6 separate regions of the Mus musculus genome follow, and regions 1, 2, 3, 5 and 6 are each linked to region 4. Evidence: chromatin contacts called from public Hi-C, promoter capture Hi-C and targeted proximity ligation data. All regions are on one chromosome and are shown on one strand. The core of a region is the stretch at or near the end of the contact, and the rest is flanking DNA. Distances in the headings are between cores, read along the strand shown.

Region 1 (3,076 bases), core at 309-2,808, 650 kb before region 4:
TGTTAGAAATGCTGTGGCTATTGTTTTGCTTCAATACGTTTTCTAATATTTGCCCCACAAAGCAACCATGACACATCACCTTAAATCTCTAAGTCGTGCTCTACCTGGGCTCCCCTCTCACCAACCCGCCCCACTGTCTCCAACTCTCCTTTGCTTTCTTGAGACACCCTTCTGGCTCTTCATTGCAGTCCAGCTCTGGATGACTTTCAGAGCCCGTGTTCTCAGCAGTCATGCTTGGACACGTCTCCTGTCTGCTTTGCTGAATCTGCAAAACCTTTGAGCTAGTCCTTCCCGTTTCTCTCCACGTTCTGTCAACCTCCACAAAAGGACCATCATGTTACCTCAGGCTGTTCCTTGGCTGATGGTAAGGATTTCTTCAAAGTCAATAGCCGTTCATGTTTATCACTTTTCTACAACTACTTTTATTGTAGTGTGCCATGTAACTCCTGAAACCCAGTGCCAATCCAGTAAGGGAACTGTGCAGGGGTTATCTGGTAAACCTGCCTCTTGTGATGCTGATGCTGTGAGCTCTGTCTTACACAGACCGTTAAGCTCAGCTTCCTCCTTTGGCAGGTAAATGCTCAGGATGCTTTCTATTCACAAAATGATAACCTCCACTTCATCTGACCATCAGTGAGACAAAACCATTATAAGGAAAACAGGGAAAGTCTCTCTGTCTCTGTGTCTGTCTCTCTGCTGTCTCTCTCTCTCTCTCTCCCTCTCTCTCCACCTCACCTCTACATACATACATACATGCATACTTATTTTACTGTTTAGTTTTAGGAGCACATTAGCACCTGGTTAAAGTCAATCCCTCTATCCTGTCTCTAGCACCCACTCTCACCCTTGGCTTCTTCGATCATAGACAGAAAACAGGATTTGTGCTCAGTATTCCAATGCCACACCGAAAATGCTAGATAGTAAGATTAAAACCATCTATGATGGTGCTTACATTGAAGTTTTATCTTTGGAGACAAAACTCATCGGGAGGAAGAGGAATGGGGCTAGATTCTTGTGGCCAGGATTATTTTCTAATTTGGTTTTAGGCAGTCCTAAAAAGATTCTGTGTTCTAGGTTTAATCTTCATGGTGCAGAGGACCTCAATATTGCTCCCATTTTATGGGTGAGGAAATTGAGGCATGGAGAAGTTTAGTAACTCACCCAAGGTTATGCAGCTTCTCTGTGGTAGTGCCCCAGGTTGAAGACAACATTCTAGAGACCTTTTCTCCTTGTTAGAATCCACTCACCACCCATTGCCCAGAGTCATTTTTGAGAGGGGGAGCAGTTAGGTTAGGGGTAGCCCATCCAGCCTTGAAATCACCACACTTCAGATCATGCTGCCACTTGCCAGGGACACCCCAGACTGAGAGCTGACTCTCTAGTCCCTAAAACCACTCCTTTTCATCTGGCCTTTCCTTTTATTAGAGTCACTAAAACAGAGCAGACCTAACCCTTACCTGGGTCTCCAAGGCTCCAAGGCTCCAAGGCTTAAGGGCCAAATTAGCCACTCACAGCTGAGATCAGTTGGCCTCTTCTATCTCAAGTACTTGAAGATGAGTGCGATAGACCAGACCTGGAGTGGTACCTCTGATTGACACCACGTGACAGGAAATTAGCAGCTTCTGCTACCTTGAGAATCGCTCCAATCACCTTGCTTTGCCTTACCAGGTTTCACTTCTTAAAAATTACCCTGGGGACTGCCTGGTATGCTTCATGCTACCTTAATTAGAAGAACTTCTGCAGCCCCCACCCTGTAAGCAGGTGTGGATGGTGGGTCCCTAAGGGCTGGAAAAGGGCTAGAAATTCTCCAGAGATGGGCTGTTAGAGCTTCACTTTTGGGGCTGAGTAGGTGGTGGTGGGGCACCCATGCAAAAAGTCGGAATCCCTGAGAAGGTACACTTGGGAGCACTGTATCTGTTGGTTTTTAAACAGTCCCGTCATCTGCTCATACTCAAAGCTCTAGAGGGCCATGTAAATCTCACGTCAAATTTAGCAGAAATGGCCTGAAATCTAATTTGTCTCCATAGAACAATGCACCCAGAAGTGTTAGGCAAGACTCAGCTCCCATTTCGGGTGCTGTGAACCGAGACAGCACTTTTACATATGAGCCCACCCTTCTCCTTCCTGCTTCCCTTTCTTTGCAGTATTGCTTAGAGCTGTAGTGGCTGACTTTAGTGTTAGAGCAAGCAGCAAAGTGGAAGAAGTTGGTGATGTGGGGGAAAGTCTATAAACATTTAAGAGGCAAATATTAGATTTTCTCAAGACATATCCTCTTTTCCATATACAACCTCATGCATGTTAGACTTTTTATTAATTTTTTTGTTTAAAGCTGTTTTTGTTTTGTTTTATTATTATTATTTTTATAGTCCAGTCATTACTCCCTCCCTGTCCACACTCCCACAGTTCAACATCCCATTCCTCCCGCTTGTCTTCAAGAGTATGTTCCCTCCAACCCCCACCAGGCCTCCCCACTCCCTGGGGCCTCAAGTCTCTTGAGGGTTAGACGAGTCTTCTCTCACTGAGGCCAGACCAGGCAGTTCTCTGCTGTATATGTGTCAGGGGCCTTAGATTAGCTAGTGTATGCGGCCTGGTTGGTGACTCAGTGTTTGAGTGACCTCAGAGACTGCTGGTCTTTCTATGAGGTCACCCTCTTTAACTTCTTCCAGCCTTTCCCTAATTCAACCACAGGGACCCCCGACTTCAGTCCATTGGTTGGGTATAAGTATCTGCTTCTGTCTCAGTCAGCTGCTTGTTGGGACTCTCAGAGGGCAAGCAAGCTAGGCTCCTATCTGTAAGCACATCATAGCATCAATAATAGTGTCAAGCCTTGGAGCCTCCCCTTGAGATGGATCCTAAGTTGAGCTGTCACTGAATCTCCTTTCCCTCAGTCTCTTCTCCATTTTTATCCCTGTGGTTGTTTTAGACAGGAACAATTCTGGGACAGAGGTTTGACTGTGGGATGGCAATCTCAATCCCTCCACTTGATGCCCTATTTTTCTACTGGAGGTGGATTCTACGAGTTCCCTCTCCCCACTGTTGGTCATTTCATCTAAGGTCCCTCCCTTTGAGTCCTGAG
Region 2 (2,774 bases), core at 249-2,748, 860 kb before region 4:
AGAAAGTACCCAAGGAGCTAAAGAGGTCTGCAACCCTATAGGTGGAACAACAATATGAACTAACCAGTACCCCCCCCCGGAGCTCATGTCTCTAGCTGCATATGCATCAGAAGATGGCCTAGTCGGCCATCAGTAGAAAGAGAGGCCCATTGGTCTTGCAAACTTCATATGCCTCAGTGCAGGGGAACGCCAGGGCCAAGAAGAGGGAGTGGGTGGGTAGGGGAGTGTGGGGGGGAGGGTATGGGGGACTTTTGGAATAGCATTGGAAGTGTAAATGAAGAAAATACCTAATTAAAATAAAATAAAAATTAAAAAAAAAAAAAAGAAATTCTTCGCTTTGCATACCTCTGGCTCTTTATTTAAACTCCATGTTAGAAACTGAGTGATAAGCCCAGGTGGGGCCAAGTCACTGGACCCCTTTGCTCTGCTTCTCAATGAAGTCACAATGAATTCATTTTTTTCTACCTTCCACTCTTATTTGTTTAGTTGGCCCATTAAGGACTGGGTAGATGAATCTGGATTGCTTGAGCCTGGACTCTGACCCTGACAATTCTAGGTGCAGTCTGGAGCAAAACAGAGAGGCTCCTCTGGGTAAGAGTAGGATGTGAGGTCATGGACAAGAACAGTCAGAAAAGTGAGATGGTTAAAGGCTAGAGGGGGAAGGCAAAGCTAACATGGAGAGAGCAGGGCCTGTATCAAATGTTTTTTTCTAGGGCAGAGGAAGATTCTAACTACATACAGGGTGCCTCATCTTCAGAAGAGGGTACAGACTCCTGCCATTGTTCTGAGCTTTTAGAGAAAGCTAGATCATTAAAAAGTCTGCTGGGCTGGAACAGAGCTATTTTAAAAGGGGAAGGAATTAAGGCCTCTGCACGTTGAGAAAAAGTCAGTGAAGTGATCCACAACTGAGGAGAAAATCAGAAAGAACTTACACAGGAGGACCCAGGAGAAACTTACGCTTAAGTCCTTTGCTTTGTCCTTTCCAGATATTTCCGTGTGCGTGTGTGTGTGTGTGTGTGTGTGTGTGTGTGTGTGTGTGTATTTCCCGCAGCGCCTGGCTGGCCCTTCATATGCCTACCTAGTGCTGTCTCCTCTCTACATCCCAGGCTTAGAATTGAGTTCTGTGGTGTCAGACAGGAGATACCCACCCCACAAGAACTATATCTTCCTGGAAAAACAGACTTAGAAATAATAACAAACTAAATGCAAGCTTTCAAAGACAGAAGGTGACACTCATTCTCTCCAGTAAGCTGGGATGAGGCCTTCCATGGGCCTTCTTACCCACTATAGATTTCCCCTTACAGATCAAGAGGTACTTACGGGAGACATCTTGCAGCTCAGGTTGTCTGCTAGACTCCTGCTGATCTTCTCTTTGGTTTTTTATATAAAGTTTGAGAATGTCAGTTTCACTTTCCCTTTGAATTGCTTTGGGGCACTATTTGCTAAACAGGAGTGGACTGAAAAACCCCGAGTCTGAGAGAAGTTTACACAATTAGTTGGCCTATCCCACAAACAAACAGGAAGATCTGCAAACACAGCCCAAGAGCCTTTTCCCACTTGGGAAATTCCTTGCTTGGAACACAGTACAGTGTTGCCTGAGACAACTGCTTCATCCTTGGCTATGGAAATAAGCAGACATAATATGATATTTCAATGATTTAAAGCAAATGCTGATTTTTTTTTTTTTTTTTTTTTGGTAAGAGTAACACAAGTACATGGGTCAGTGGATATTCTTCAGGGCTCTCTAGGATGTGGTTTCAGGCAGGACACAGGATTACACTCAAGCGTGTATCTCCTGTGTTTGCATTTTCATCGTGGGTTGTAGGTTAAAGAATTAGCAGATGTGAATACAAGGAGAGTTCACTATTATACTGCCAGAAGCCAGAGGCTAGGAGAAGCCTGGAGGAGACTCTCCTCCCAGTCCTCCTGAAGGATGGAGCCTTGCTGACACCCTGAACTCAGACTTCCTGCCTCCAGAACCAAGGGACAATAGGTTTAATGAGCTCTCCTGTTGGTGCCACCTTGTTATCGTTGCTAAAAAGCCCATAGAGTGTCTGTGAAAGATCTTGTGTAGTGACAGGGAAGCAGTCACTGCTGGCACAGCCAGCTGACTGGTCAGATTGGGAGTAATAGAGGTGACATGGAAATATAAGGAAGAGGAGGCAATCCCCAGCAGAGACAGAAGGCCCCGCTCTCCATAGGGTGTGGTCCTTTGAGTGAGACCCCCCCACCTCATAAATTAAAAGCTTGGTTCCTGGTTGGGAACTGTTTGGGAAGAATTAGGGGGTGTAGCTTTGCTGGAGGAGGTGTGTCCCACTGTGCACATTCTCTCTCTTATTCCCTCTCTCCCTTCCCCCGATCCCCTCTCTTCTTCCTCCGCAGGAAGTACACTCTTAACTACCGCTCCAGTGCCATGCCGGCCTGCTTGATGCCCTGCTTCCCATTATGATGATTGCAGACTGTAACTCTCTGAAACTGTGGGCCTCCAAATTAATTAATTAATAAATAAGTTAATTAATTAAAATCAGTGGCCTTGGTCATATGTCTCTTCAGAGCAATAAAAAACAAAACAAAACACAACAATGAAGATAGGTGGAGGTTATCAAGTTGACTGGCAGGTCAAGAGAGCTGTCACTCAACATTGATCTTGGTCCCTTGCCTCTGAGGAGGAGGAGTGAAGGGCTTTTAGACTGGGTTGTGAGGCTCCAGAATGGAGACCCATTCTCTGTGTCCTAGGGCTCTGAGAGGGTGAGTGTATTCTAACTCAAGGAACT
Region 3 (2,833 bases), core at 95-2,594, 590 kb after region 4:
GAGCCAAGAGGTTCAAGTAATGTCTTGCTGAAGAGTCAGCATTTCTTGGGGGGTGGGAGGCGGTTTGCAAAACCCTAGAGTTCTTGCACAAACGGCTACTAGGGGCTGATGGGGGCATAAAGGGGTTCTCCTGCAGCTAGGCTGAGGCTGGGTTGTATAATCAAGACTCTTTAAACTACTTGCAAGGACATTTACTTGGAGGTGGTCTTGGAATCCTGTGAGGACCTAGGGAAGAGAAGCACCTGCCCTCAACACCTATAGCTGATACCAGTGAGCAAAGCTGGCCACTGGGTGGATCACAGCGGACCCACGAGGCGGGAGCTCCTGGGACAGACAAGAGATGTGAATGGCTCACCCGTGTCTTGGCGGAACTGGTTCATGGACTGCAGGTCGATGATGTAGGGCGCGAGCCGGCTGTCCACCTGGCCCAACACCACGCTGCCCCCGGCGCGGGGACCAGCGCGCACCACCGCCTCGATGTGGTGACTCACGGCTGGGCTGTAGGGACGCCAGCGGCCGTGTTCGTTCAGCCATTCCCACACCACCACTGCCGAGGCCAGGAGCATGGCGAGCCCGGGGTTGCGGCGCGGTGCTGCCCACCTCCCGGGCCCGGCCTTCTGCGCTTCCTCCGGCGCCGCCGCCTCCGGGTCTCAACCGCGCCCCCCGGTCTGCGCCCCACCGCTGCGGGAAGCCTCAGCTGCGGCCCATGGGGGAGTCCGCAGCCGCGTAGGCACTGGGACACGGACCCCGGAGCTGCCCGTCTCCGACTGCGCTCCGCCGGGCTCCGCCGCCTCTGCCGCTGCTCCGAGGGGTCCAGCGGCTTCATGCAAAGGCCCGGCCCTGCGCACTCGCCGCCCCGCCTTGCAAAGCCACCCGGGGGCGCGCGGCCCGAGCGCGACGCTGCACCCGCCTCGCACCAGTTGCGCCTCGGGCTCCGCGGGCGCCCGCGTGGATCGCGCCGCACGGTCACGCCCTCCGCCCTCTCTCCGCTTCGAGTAAGCCGACCGCGGTGGCACAGCTCCCCCTCCCTGCGGCTCGGCTCAGTGGCCTCCAGGAGGAGTCGCCCCTCCCGGGCAGAGCGCCAAGGCGAGCTCGCGCCCGCGGAGGCTTCCCTGGTCCCCCAGTCTCGAGAGCACGCGCGCCATCCCGGTCCCAGCTGCCACTGCCAGGACCCAACTTTGCAGCCTGTTCAAATATGGAACTGTCTGTCTGTCTGTTTTCAGCTCAGCACCGGCCGTGTCCGCGGCGTGAGCTCAGAGGCTCGCATCTCCCTACAGCTCGTGCATGCATACGCATTCTCTCTCTCTCTCTCTCTCTCTCTCTCTCTCTCTCTCTCTCTCTCTCTGTCACACACACATACATCCACACCCACACACGCACGCAACACCCCCCACCCACACACACACACACACAGGAATTGCCCCACGCTCTCCTTGTTCTGTCCGTTATTACCTCATCCTCGTCTGCACCGTTCCCTAGCTGTCCATCAAAGATGCAAAAGCCACGCCCCATGGCCACTAGCACCAGCGATCTAGAGCTTCCATGCCCCCTGCTGGTCCAAATCCTCAAGTGCAGGTCAAAGGCCACACACTTGTGACCATCGAGAGCCAGTGCCAAGGGTTCCCTGCGTTTACATAGAGAGAAAAGAAGTTCTTGCTGTCCAATTTTTCTGTTAGAAGACACAAGGTAGACTAATTCATCCTGCAGTGTCTATGTAAATAAAACCATGAGACAGCAGAACAAACGCAAGCTAGACTCGCTCATTTTGATCATCAATGGCTAAAGAGGAAAGTAATATAAAGTGGGTTCTGACTAAGGGGATTGAAGCCTGTATTGCACATTATTGCTTGGCATGGTACATCACACGGGCAACTTCCACACTTGAGAAGCAAGAAGATGGAGAATTTCATGCCACATATCCAGACCAGGTCTCCAAACGAATTAAGTTAGACATTTTAAAGAGAATTATGTATTAACCTTGTCAGAAAACACACACTTTGTTTCTCCGTGGGTGGAACTGCACAATGAATCCGTTCTGACAAAGTGAAGCTGGAATTTGGAGCAATCTTATATTGGTAATGAGATTGTTAATCTTTTTTGGAATGGCTTTTCCATAGTTTCATGTGCTCCTTTTATATTTGAGGAGACAAACAGAAAACCGCTCCTAAGCAGATAAACTAGAAATTTCCAGATAGAGGAAACTTAAACTGGGGAAAGGTGTGGGTGGGTATTAAGAAATATTTAACTGTCTGCTTGCAGGACAAACAGGAAGTAGAAAGAACTAACGTTTACTTTCTGACCATTCTCTTTTGCACTCCGTCTTCTTGTGTCTACCACGATAACACGGCAGGGTAGTATAGTAGAAGTGAAATGAATGACAACACAGGAAAACATTTGCGCCTGGGTAACTTGTTAGAGAGAGTGAATATATAGTAATTAGTTGTGAGTCTGAACAGGTGAGAGGGTGCGCCAGAGAACCTGACAGCTTCTGGAACAGGCAGAAGCACAGAGGCGCTGAGGCAGCACCCTGTGTGGGCCGGGGACAGCTGGCCACCTTCCGGACCGGAGGACAGGTGCCCACCCGGCAGGGGAGGCGGCCTAAGCCACAGCAGCAGCGGTCGCCATCTTGGTCCTGGGACTCCAAGGAACTTAGGAATTTAGTCTGCTTAGGTGAGAGTCTGTACCACCTGGGAACTGCCAAAGCAACACAGTGTCTGAGAAAGGTCCTGTTTTGGGCCTTCTTCTTCGGCCAGGAGGAGGTCCAAATACAAGATATCTGCGCACCTTCCCTGTAAGAGAGCTTGCCAGCAGAGAGTGCTCTGAGCACTGAAAC
Region 4 (2,737 bases), core at 80-2,579:
AGTTTGTTTCATAACTCTTGAAAATTACTTATTAGCTTACCTTGCCTTCTCTTCAAGAGTCAATTCTATTTGCTCTTAAGTGATCAGATTTGGGGATTCAGATATCTTAGCTGCCAACTTTGCAACAGTTTCCGGTGGGCAGCTTAAGGCTATCTACTTCTCTCTAACCTCCAGGTTCCTTATCTAGAGAGCAGAGAATGTAACTATTCGATTACTACTTAGTGAGGTAGATATAATTTTACCCATTTTACGAAAGAAAACCTGAAGGGTCAGATGTTTAGAAAGACATGCCCAGTTTCACGCAGCAGTGAAAAAACACGTTTCCCAATCCAGAACTTCTATTTTCAAATCCAATGCTTATAGTAAACTAGTTGATTAATCCAGTCACGCTAACAGTAACGTGTTAAGGAATTAAAGTTCACCATTCATTCCCAGGTGAGACAACCGCCTGAGTGACACTCGTGAGGCAGAGGCAGGCGGATCTCTGCGAGGACAGCCTAGTCTACAGAGTGAATAACAAGACAGCCAAGGCTACACAGAGAAACCCTGGCTCAAAAATAAAATAAAAAATAAGACACCCTCTCAAACGGTCTCGCTACAGGCAATAAAGCACCAAAGCAGCAGACTTCTAGAACCAGGGTGCTGAGGCGGAAGCTGAACAAACTCCGCTGGGCTTCATCCTCAGCGGAAATGGCTGTCCACAGCGCCCAAGCTCACCGACCTTGCTGCGGTGACCCCAGCCCCAAGGCTGCGCGGCCCGTTAGGGCTCTCCCGCTTTCCAACGGGGTGAAGGGCCTGGCATCTAAAAATATCACCTTAGATAATCCTTGTTAAATGTGCCTTCGTCTTTTTCCTAAAACCAAACGCTGTCAACACTTTGGCCTCTATCAATCACAGCCTTGGCCTCCCGACTGATTCAGCCAGCGACCTGTCCCTTTCCAAGAATACTGACTTGCCATACTAGTCCCCCCTCACAGACCAAGTCAAGGCACCCCGAGGAGGACACTGGACGTTAAATGAAATCACCCAAGAATAAATCCCCGATGTTCTCTGCTGAGACGCTTCGGGGGTCGCATCCTGTGACATTCACAAGGCTTTTCTCCGCCCAATCAGTGACGGGAACCTCGTGACTCAAAAGCACTGCGCAACTGTGCAGTTAGGAAAACGGAGGAGGAGCCGCAAGCCGGGGCTCTCTGGGTCATCCCTCTCCGACGGCCCGCGCGTGCGCAGTGTCTCGCCTAGGGATCTCTTTCCCGCCGCTCACACTAGGAAGCCAAACGCCAAATCTGTCCCCGCGCAGCTGCCGCCGCCGGGGCGCCCGCCCAGCCCGAGGCGCGCCTGCGCACGTCCCCACGCACGCTCCGGCGTACGGCGGCGGCCAGGGGTCGCGAGCCGGTGGGAGACCCGCGCGCGCGGAGCAGCCCGGGGAGTCGGCGCTTCTTTTCCCTCCCTCCCCCCACTCCCCTCCCCGCTCCCTTCCCCCCTCCCCAAGAATGTTCCGCTACGAGGTGAGTGGCTGCGACCGGAAGTGACCCCTCCCTCGCCCGCGCGCCCCTTTTTTTTTCCTCTGCTCGCCCGTCGCGCGGGTCTTGTGCGGCTGAGGAGGGGGCAGGGCGCGGGCGGCTGGGAACCCCGCTTCGGCCGCGAGGCTCGGGTGCGGCCCGCAGCGCACCGCGGAGGGGCGGGACTGGCGAGAGCCGGCCGCTGGTTTGCGGCGGGGAGAGCCCGTTAAGTGCGGTAACCTGACCCTTGGCTTGCGCCTCTGCTCGCGGAGCTGCCTTGGAGACCTGCATGGCTCCTACCCGGTGGTTTTTCCTGAGGCAGAATCCCCGGGGAATGCCCACGGAAGCGTTTCCCGCCCTGCCCCCGGAACCCCTTCACCCGGATTACACACAGCCCTGTGCACGCGGGCTGCCGTCAGGTGGAGGGGCAGGGACTGGTCCTCGGGCTGAGACTTCAGTCGGCTTGGAAAGAAGGCTGGGAGTGGGGAGGGGGGCGTGTCCCGCAGAAGTTCCTTCTAGGAGAAGGGAGAAAAAGTGTGGGTTTGGCGACGTTGTTTGGAGAACGGAGCTGTTTGCTGACCGTCTCTTACTGCTGTGTGACCTTGAGCAACTCCTACTCTTGGGGCCAAACAGACTCCGGATTTGTAGTTTAAGGACTGAGCTAGGGAAATCCTTACCGAGTCATCCTGATTTGGTCCAGTAGATGATTGCCATTTCATAGAGAGTTGCTAGAAGTTGCTTCTGGTGTGGAGGCAGTTGCAGGGCTGGCTCTTTAGGGGGAGGAAGATTGGGTAGAAACGGCCCCTAAAAGTTCCCAGGTAAGTTATATCACAAGCTGTTCCCCTAGAGTGTGGAATTCCAATTTGGAATCTTTAAACATTGGAAACAGTAGAAAGCTTGAGCTTACACTTGTGACTCAACTCACTTTTTGTAAACATGAGGAGAGATGATGAGATACTGTGAATAGAAGTTGCCAGAAGCAAAGAAAACTTAGTAAACTGAATAAATCTGTATTGGGATAAGTGATTGAAATTAGGATATACCAAGCTTGTCTAGTGATTTTTACTCCCTGGAGACTGCGGCAAGAGAATCAGGAGTTCTAAGCCAGACTGTACCTAGAGAAATAGTAACTAAAACAAAATAAATTAGAGCATACCCAAGATGTGATGGGGATTCTAGTTTTTGTTCAGCTTTCTAAAATCTTTGCTGTGTTTAATCCTCACACAGATTTCTTT
Region 5 (2,929 bases), core at 408-2,907, 560 kb before region 4:
TTTCATGTATTTTTTTAAAAATCCATCGTTTAATATTAGAGAATATGACCTTATAGCTCTTTGAAAGCTAGCCAATAGGGATGAAGCTCCCAGGTCACTAGCAGCTTGATTCAGTCATGTTGGATGGCTCCTGTGTTGTGTCTTCAGTGATAGGGTCTTACTCTCAAGTGTCAAAGTAATCAAGAGCAATGATGAGAGCGTGCTGACATTCGTAAAGGTGTAGCCATCTACTGGGGCATGAAAAACTATCAGTGGACAGCCACCAAAGAAAACGTTTTGTCCTTCCCCCAGGAGCTATGAATTGCCACTAGTTCCTCAGCTAGGGATGGGGCTCAGCAGGGCTCTCTACTGTATGCTAGAAATTTTAACCTGCTTGAACTCCTGCAAGTCCTAAAGACATAACTACAGATTCTGTGATTTAATGTGTATAACAGCTATATGCTGTCTAGAGCACTGCATTCCACAGCACTTCCGGGCCATTTCTTATCCTGAGGTTTAAGATATTTCATCCAGGCTATCAAATCTGTGTGCTAAGCACATGCTGGGAAAGTATGAGCATCTGAATTTGGATCCCCAGAACCTGTGCAAAAATGGAGGTGACCCATCTGTAATCTCAGTCCTTCCTGCTGTGAAATAGGAAGAGAGATAGAAGAGAGATAGGAAGGAGGCAGAAGACATGGAGACTTGGGTCAGCTAACCTGAAATCTATATAGCAGGAAACCAAAAATCCTGTCTCAAGAAAAGTAGAAAGTGAGGACCAATGTCTGAGGTTGTCCTTTGACCTTCACACATATTGTGGCATGTGCATGTACAAATGTATTAACATGAACACAAACGCAGACATGTACCACACATACATTTGCAAAGATAAAAAGAAAAAGAAATTTCTAGTAGTTAAATTCATTATATAAGTTTAATTTTAAAAAGCCTTCTAGAAGTAAATTAAACATTATGAGTTGATTTTTAAAATGGCTAAAATATTTACATGAATAAGAGAATCATATTTGAACTTTCCCACAAATTCAGGATATAACTTGAGTTTAAAATATTAGGCTTGACCAACAATTAATTGTCGATTACTCATTAGAACACAGATTTCTAATGATTAGGTAAGAATCAGAGAAGTCACTCAAGGGTGGCAGGTTCCATTCATCTGTAGACAGATAAGGAGAAGGATGTTTAGAGTTTTAGCTTGATTTGCCTCACATTTGTAACAAGAGCTTACGTTTGAAGACTACAGATGGGGACCCACTTTGGGACAGGGTGTACAAATATGTATCTATCAGTATCAACACAAATAATAGCTTTTATTGTATGTTCTGCTCTGGACACTCTACTGAATGCGTTATTGTACAATTTCATGCCAAACAAGTAGGACAAGCTACCATCACCGTGTAGTGAAGACTCTTATGCCTTCAATGTGTCAGATATCAAAGCCAGCGTTGAGAAATAATCTTCTCCGGAAGAGCATAGGCGGGAGCCAAACCACTTTGCTTTTCTGATCTCATTTTAACTTCCTTTACCTGACCACAAAATTGGGTGTTTTGAATCTGTGACTTCATATTGAATTCTTTCCTAGGAACTGGGAGGGCTGTGAGGGTCACCCGCCGTGCTACTCAGGTTCTGACAGGTGGGTACCACCCAGGAAGCCTTTGTTCAATGCTTTGAAATATTTGCTCACTTTCTGTAATCATCTTCATACTTGGTTTTCAAGTGTCATCTGTGAAATGGCACTCTTTCCTTTTGATCTGGCACAGCTACACCAATTGCTTGATCCTCTTAGCTTTATTTATGTAGTTTCTCTGCCTTATCAGAAACCTGGAAAAAGATCTCCACAAGAGGTTTTTTTTTGTTGTTGTTTGTTTGTTTATGTTTTTGTTTTTCTGGTTTCACCATGGTTACTTCAGGCACGTTTATTATGTATATTTCACATCCTTTCCTAATGGTATTCCTCTGAGATGCTTTATAAATATTTTGGTATTTAAACAAAAGTCTCTATTCAATTCTTAAACAATCAAATGAACATTTTAACTTAAATACACACACACTTTGTTTATAAAATGTTTTACTAGCTATCTTGCTGAATTTCTAATAGCTTTAATTAGTTTTCATTTACTAATTTTTAGCAGTTTGCCATGTATATTTATTCATGTTTAAATAATAGTAATTTAAAGAAGTTAGTTCAAACCTTTTCTTTAATGTTTGCAGAATAGTACCATGGGATATCTCCATTTATACACTGATTTTAATTTTAATAAAGCACATCTACCATTTATCATTAATTATTTAATTATGATACAGGTTTTCAGATCAAGACATATGCCAACACAGCATGACTAATGTTATTCTCCATCGTTGTTTATATGAAGAGTAATTTAGAATAACAGTGAGAGATTATTATTATTTAATCTTTTTTACAGGCCAGTCTTTATTCCTCTCCTAGTCCACCCTCTGACTGTTCCTCATCCCATTCCTCCTCCCACCATCTCCAAGAGGATGTTCCCCTACATCTCACCAGACCTCTCCCCTCCCTGGCGCCTCTCAGGGTTAAGCACATCTTCTCACACTGAGCAGCCAACCCTCATAACCACTGAGCCAACCTTTCAAGTCCCAGCCTTCATTTTATAAATTCCTGTCATATTTTCCGTTAAAAGCATTTATCCATTTACAGTTGCCCACTTTCCATCACTATGGCAAATAGTCGTGACAATTAACGTATAAAGATTTTGCAGTCATCCTCTTCTCTTATTCTTTTTCAGTTTTTCTGCTCCCTGTTTTACAGTGACCCCTGAATCTTGGAAGAAGGGGGTATGACAGATGTCCCATTTAGAGCTTGGAAGCCTTCAGTTCCTTATCATTTGCATTCTGATCAGCTCTTGGTCTCTGTGTTAACCTCTATTTAGGGCAAAAGGAAGCTTCTCTAATAAGG
Region 6 (2,700 bases), core at 38-2,537, 940 kb before region 4:
GCCCTGGCTCTGCTCCTGCATCTCAGTGTCTAAGTCTGTTTCTATGGATACACAGGAACACTAGTGCTTGCCTGAGGGTGGGCTGCAAAGATTAATTGGGCCAGGGCCAGAGGTTAGAATTTAGTAATAAAAGCCAATGATACCTGCCCTACAGCCTGAATCTCACCTGACCTCTGTCTGGTTTTCTGTTAAGAGAGGTCCCATTCTAATCTCCAGGATGGGGAGTTCATTGCTTCTATCTGACTCCTGCTCAGAGCAAGGAGGAAATCAGCTATGGGATCCTGATAGCTGGGAAGGTTGTGTCGAGGAGAGTGTGTGGAGACAGTTATCTGGGAGCACACAGGACTGCCCTTCAGGATTTTGTCTGCAGAGCAATGAGCTGGTTGCCAGGGAATGTCTAGAATGGATAAGATCTGTCCATGGGAGGTCTGGGTTAGAAGGTTGAGAAAATCTTGATGGGAATGTGACCCTAAGCAGACAGTGCAGAAGAAGTCAAGAGAGCAGAGAGGGTAGTGTAGTGTGTGTTTACACATACGTGTGTATGTGTATATAATATGTGCACATATATGTACATATATGTAGATGTATGTATGGGCATGTTAGGCAGAGAAAGGCAGGTACCGAGAGGTATGGAGTCAGTGTGACAGAGTGGCTGCTGGCAGCCACCCTTAGAAGATTGGGTTTTCAGTTATGTTAGGTCAGAAGGGGCCCTGGCATTTGCAAAGTAAACTTTCTCGAGGTCTCAGGGCTGGGCACTTGGTGTAAAGGGAAGATATGGGAAAAAGAGGGTGGAATTTCCCAAGTGTCTTCCTTGCTTTGCTTTTTCAAATCTGTCTCTCTGTGTGCTCAAGGTTCCAGGGTTAGAAGGGACGGGGTGTCATTCCTCTTAGCTCTCAGAATCACCAACTGATCCTGGGTAGTGGGCTGGGCTCCTGGTAGCAGACTCCTTCCTGGAGAGAGGCCCGTAGTAACCCCACTTCCCAGGACTTCATAGCATGGAACATTTGTTCTCCAGCTGTTGTGGACATTGCTTGATAAACAGTTCCTGTTCACTTCTGGGGGGGTCAAGTTTCAGCCACTCACCACCAGCTTGCAGCTACTGACTGACGAGCACAAGAGGCTGATCTCTTGTGTTAAGACTGAACCCCACTTGAGGCCCTGATGACCCTCCCTTGTTTGTTTCTGCTGTGGAGAGGGGGTACTCACCTGGCCCCGGGAACTCTGTTGTAGGCTTCAGCTGTGCCTGACCATCCAGAGCTGCCTCAGCACAGAGCCAGAGGTGGAAATCAGAACATCTTTATGGCTTTAGACTTTGGATTCTTTTCTTTCTGGGACCCACCCCTTGCTCACACTCCCAGCTAATCAGAGATGCATGTCTGGACTAGATCCTTCAAAACCATCTGCTTCCAAACCTGGGCAGGTGAAGATCTGAGTCTCCTTCCTTATGTCTCCCTTTAACAGCTGAGACAGTTAATGTTGCAGTGATGACATTTCAGTTCATGGAGCAGTTCATTGTCAAGTTGGTGAAGGCAGCATTTGAATGAGTTGATTATTAAAATTCTCAAATTTTTATTTGTGTGTGTGTGTGTTGATGTGGGTGGCTGATATGAGTGTGTGATTGATGTGTGTCTGTGTGTCTGTCTGTGTGTCTGTGTGAGTGTGTGTAGGTCAGAGGACTTTGTGAAATTGATTCCTTCTTTCCACCTTTCCACAGTGCTGAGGTCTGAACGGATATTGTCAGGTTGTGCAGTAACTTTAGCTTCTGAGACACCTTTCTGGCCCCTCAAAGAATCTTTTAATTTTTTGAAAGTTAAAGTATCCACAATAGTGGTTACAATGACCCTGCCCTGGGCCTTGTGTCCCTCCTCAAACCAGCCATGGTCATCCTAAGTTCTTGCTTGACTTTGGTCTCTGGTGGTAAGCCAGACAGATGTATTGTCATCTGTGTAAGCATGGTAGTGTTTGTCTTAAAAGGTATGGTCACGTGACCACAAGTAACAGGAAGCCCTGATTGAGAGTGAAGTCCAGCCACCACCAAGCTTGCAGCGCATGTGACTTACAGAGAACTTATATCTAAGGCATGTTTGGATCTTGACCATGGACATGGTGAGATGAGAATGTGTAACTTCAAGCTGTCCAGTCTGTCTCATGCAGAACTAGATAACTACTGTGCTTTTTCTATCTTTTTCCTCTGGTTTTTAAAGACGGAGAATACACATTTAATTGTTAATATTTAATATACATATTAAAGTGTATGCAGCATATGCAGTTAGGTAAATTTGTATGTATATATGTGTATGTTGGTTTATTTGTGTGTATTATTCTCTATCTTACTTTTCTTTCTTTTTTAAAAAACGATTTTATTATTTAATATGTATAATTGTTTTTGTTTGTATGCATGTCTGTGCACCACATGCGTGCCTGGCACTCTCAGAGGCCAGAAGAGGGTGTCAGATCCCTTTGAGCTAGAGCTACTGACAATTGTAACTGCCATGTGGCAAGTGGGTGCTCGGGAGGAATCAAACCTTGGTCCTCTGGAAGAGCAGCCAGTACGCTTAACTACTGCTGAGCTGTCTCTCCAGTCTTCTTACTGTGTGTGTGTGTGTGTGTGTGTGTGTGTGTGTGTGTGTGTGTGTGAGACCACGTGTACACACACAGAGGCACGTGCACACACACAGAGGCACGTGCACACACTAAAGT

Evidence for each region. Promoter capture Hi-C pulls out the DNA fragments that hold promoters and counts their contacts. A called contact is a pair of places that touch in the nucleus more often than the background predicts.
Region 1: a contact with region 4 is called in a Hi-C map of B cells, with 5 read pairs. A contact is called at or near these places in 2 of 39 promoter capture datasets (hippocampal neurons and pre-B cells) and 1 of 484 Hi-C or Micro-C datasets (B cells).
Region 2: a contact with region 4 is called in a promoter capture Hi-C map of pre-B cells, with 2.3 times the contacts expected there. A contact is called at or near these places in 8 of 39 promoter capture datasets (the 3T3-L1 cell line, the C10 cell line, hippocampal neurons and 4 more) and 3 of 130 datasets of targeted methods (large pre-B cells, memory CD8 T cells and pancreatic cancer cells).
Region 3: a contact with region 4 is called in a promoter capture Hi-C map of neural stem cells. A contact is called at or near these places in 10 of 39 promoter capture datasets (the 3T3-L1 cell line, cranial neural crest, hippocampal neurons and 6 more), 3 of 484 Hi-C or Micro-C datasets (Sertoli cells, embryonic stem cells and muscle stem cells), 2 of 130 datasets of targeted methods (astrocytes and pancreatic cancer cells) and 1 of 9 other capture datasets (pancreatic islet).
Region 5: a targeted proximity ligation map of memory CD8 T cells shows a contact between it and region 4, with 34 read pairs. A contact is called at or near these places in 2 of 39 promoter capture datasets (hippocampal neurons and pre-B cells), 6 of 484 Hi-C or Micro-C datasets (B cells, CD4 T cells, Th1 cells and 3 more) and 5 of 130 datasets of targeted methods (DN3 thymocytes, effector CD8 T cells, large pre-B cells and 1 more).
Region 6: a contact with region 4 is called in a promoter capture Hi-C map of embryonic stem cells, with 3 times the contacts expected there. A contact is called at or near these places in 6 of 39 promoter capture datasets (embryonic stem cells, hippocampal neurons, liver and 2 more) and 1 of 130 datasets of targeted methods (memory CD8 T cells).

What each region holds. Positions count from the first base shown.
Region 1 is chr19:11,264,591-11,267,666 of GRCm38.p6, forward strand. Ms4a1 (membrane-spanning 4-domains, subfamily A, member 1) reads right to left here and starts at 1,559. Exons shown (of 7, transcript NM_007641.6): 1 at 1,458-1,559. All of the region lies in intron 1 of 4930526L06Rik (RIKEN cDNA 4930526L06 gene), which reads left to right.
Region 2 is chr19:11,049,068-11,051,841 of GRCm38.p6, forward strand. It overlaps AW112010 (expressed sequence AW112010), which reads right to left and starts at 1,499. Exons shown (of 3, transcript NR_102366.1): 1 at 1,321-1,499.
Region 3 is chr19:12,500,652-12,503,484 of GRCm38.p6, forward strand. It overlaps Dtx4 (deltex 4, E3 ubiquitin ligase), which reads right to left and starts at 1,345. Exons shown (of 9, transcript NM_172442.3): 1 at 356-1,345. The coding sequence starts at 566.
Region 4 is chr19:11,911,070-11,913,806 of GRCm38.p6, forward strand. It overlaps Patl1 (protein associated with topoisomerase II homolog 1 (yeast)), which reads left to right and starts at 1,330. Exons shown (of 19, transcript NM_172635.3): 1 at 1,330-1,508. The coding sequence starts at 1,494. It overlaps Gm31092 (a long non-coding RNA gene), which reads right to left and starts at 1,338. Exons shown (of 2, transcript XR_386559.3): 1 at 1,027-1,338.
Region 5 is chr19:11,354,399-11,357,327 of GRCm38.p6, forward strand. No RefSeq gene overlaps it. Among named protein-coding and RNA genes, the nearest start is that of Ms4a4a, 20 kb to the right of the region's middle.
Region 6 is chr19:10,973,413-10,976,112 of GRCm38.p6, forward strand. It overlaps Ms4a10 (membrane-spanning 4-domains, subfamily A, member 10), which reads right to left and starts at 1,288. Exons shown (of 9, transcript NM_023529.3): 1 at 1,207-1,288.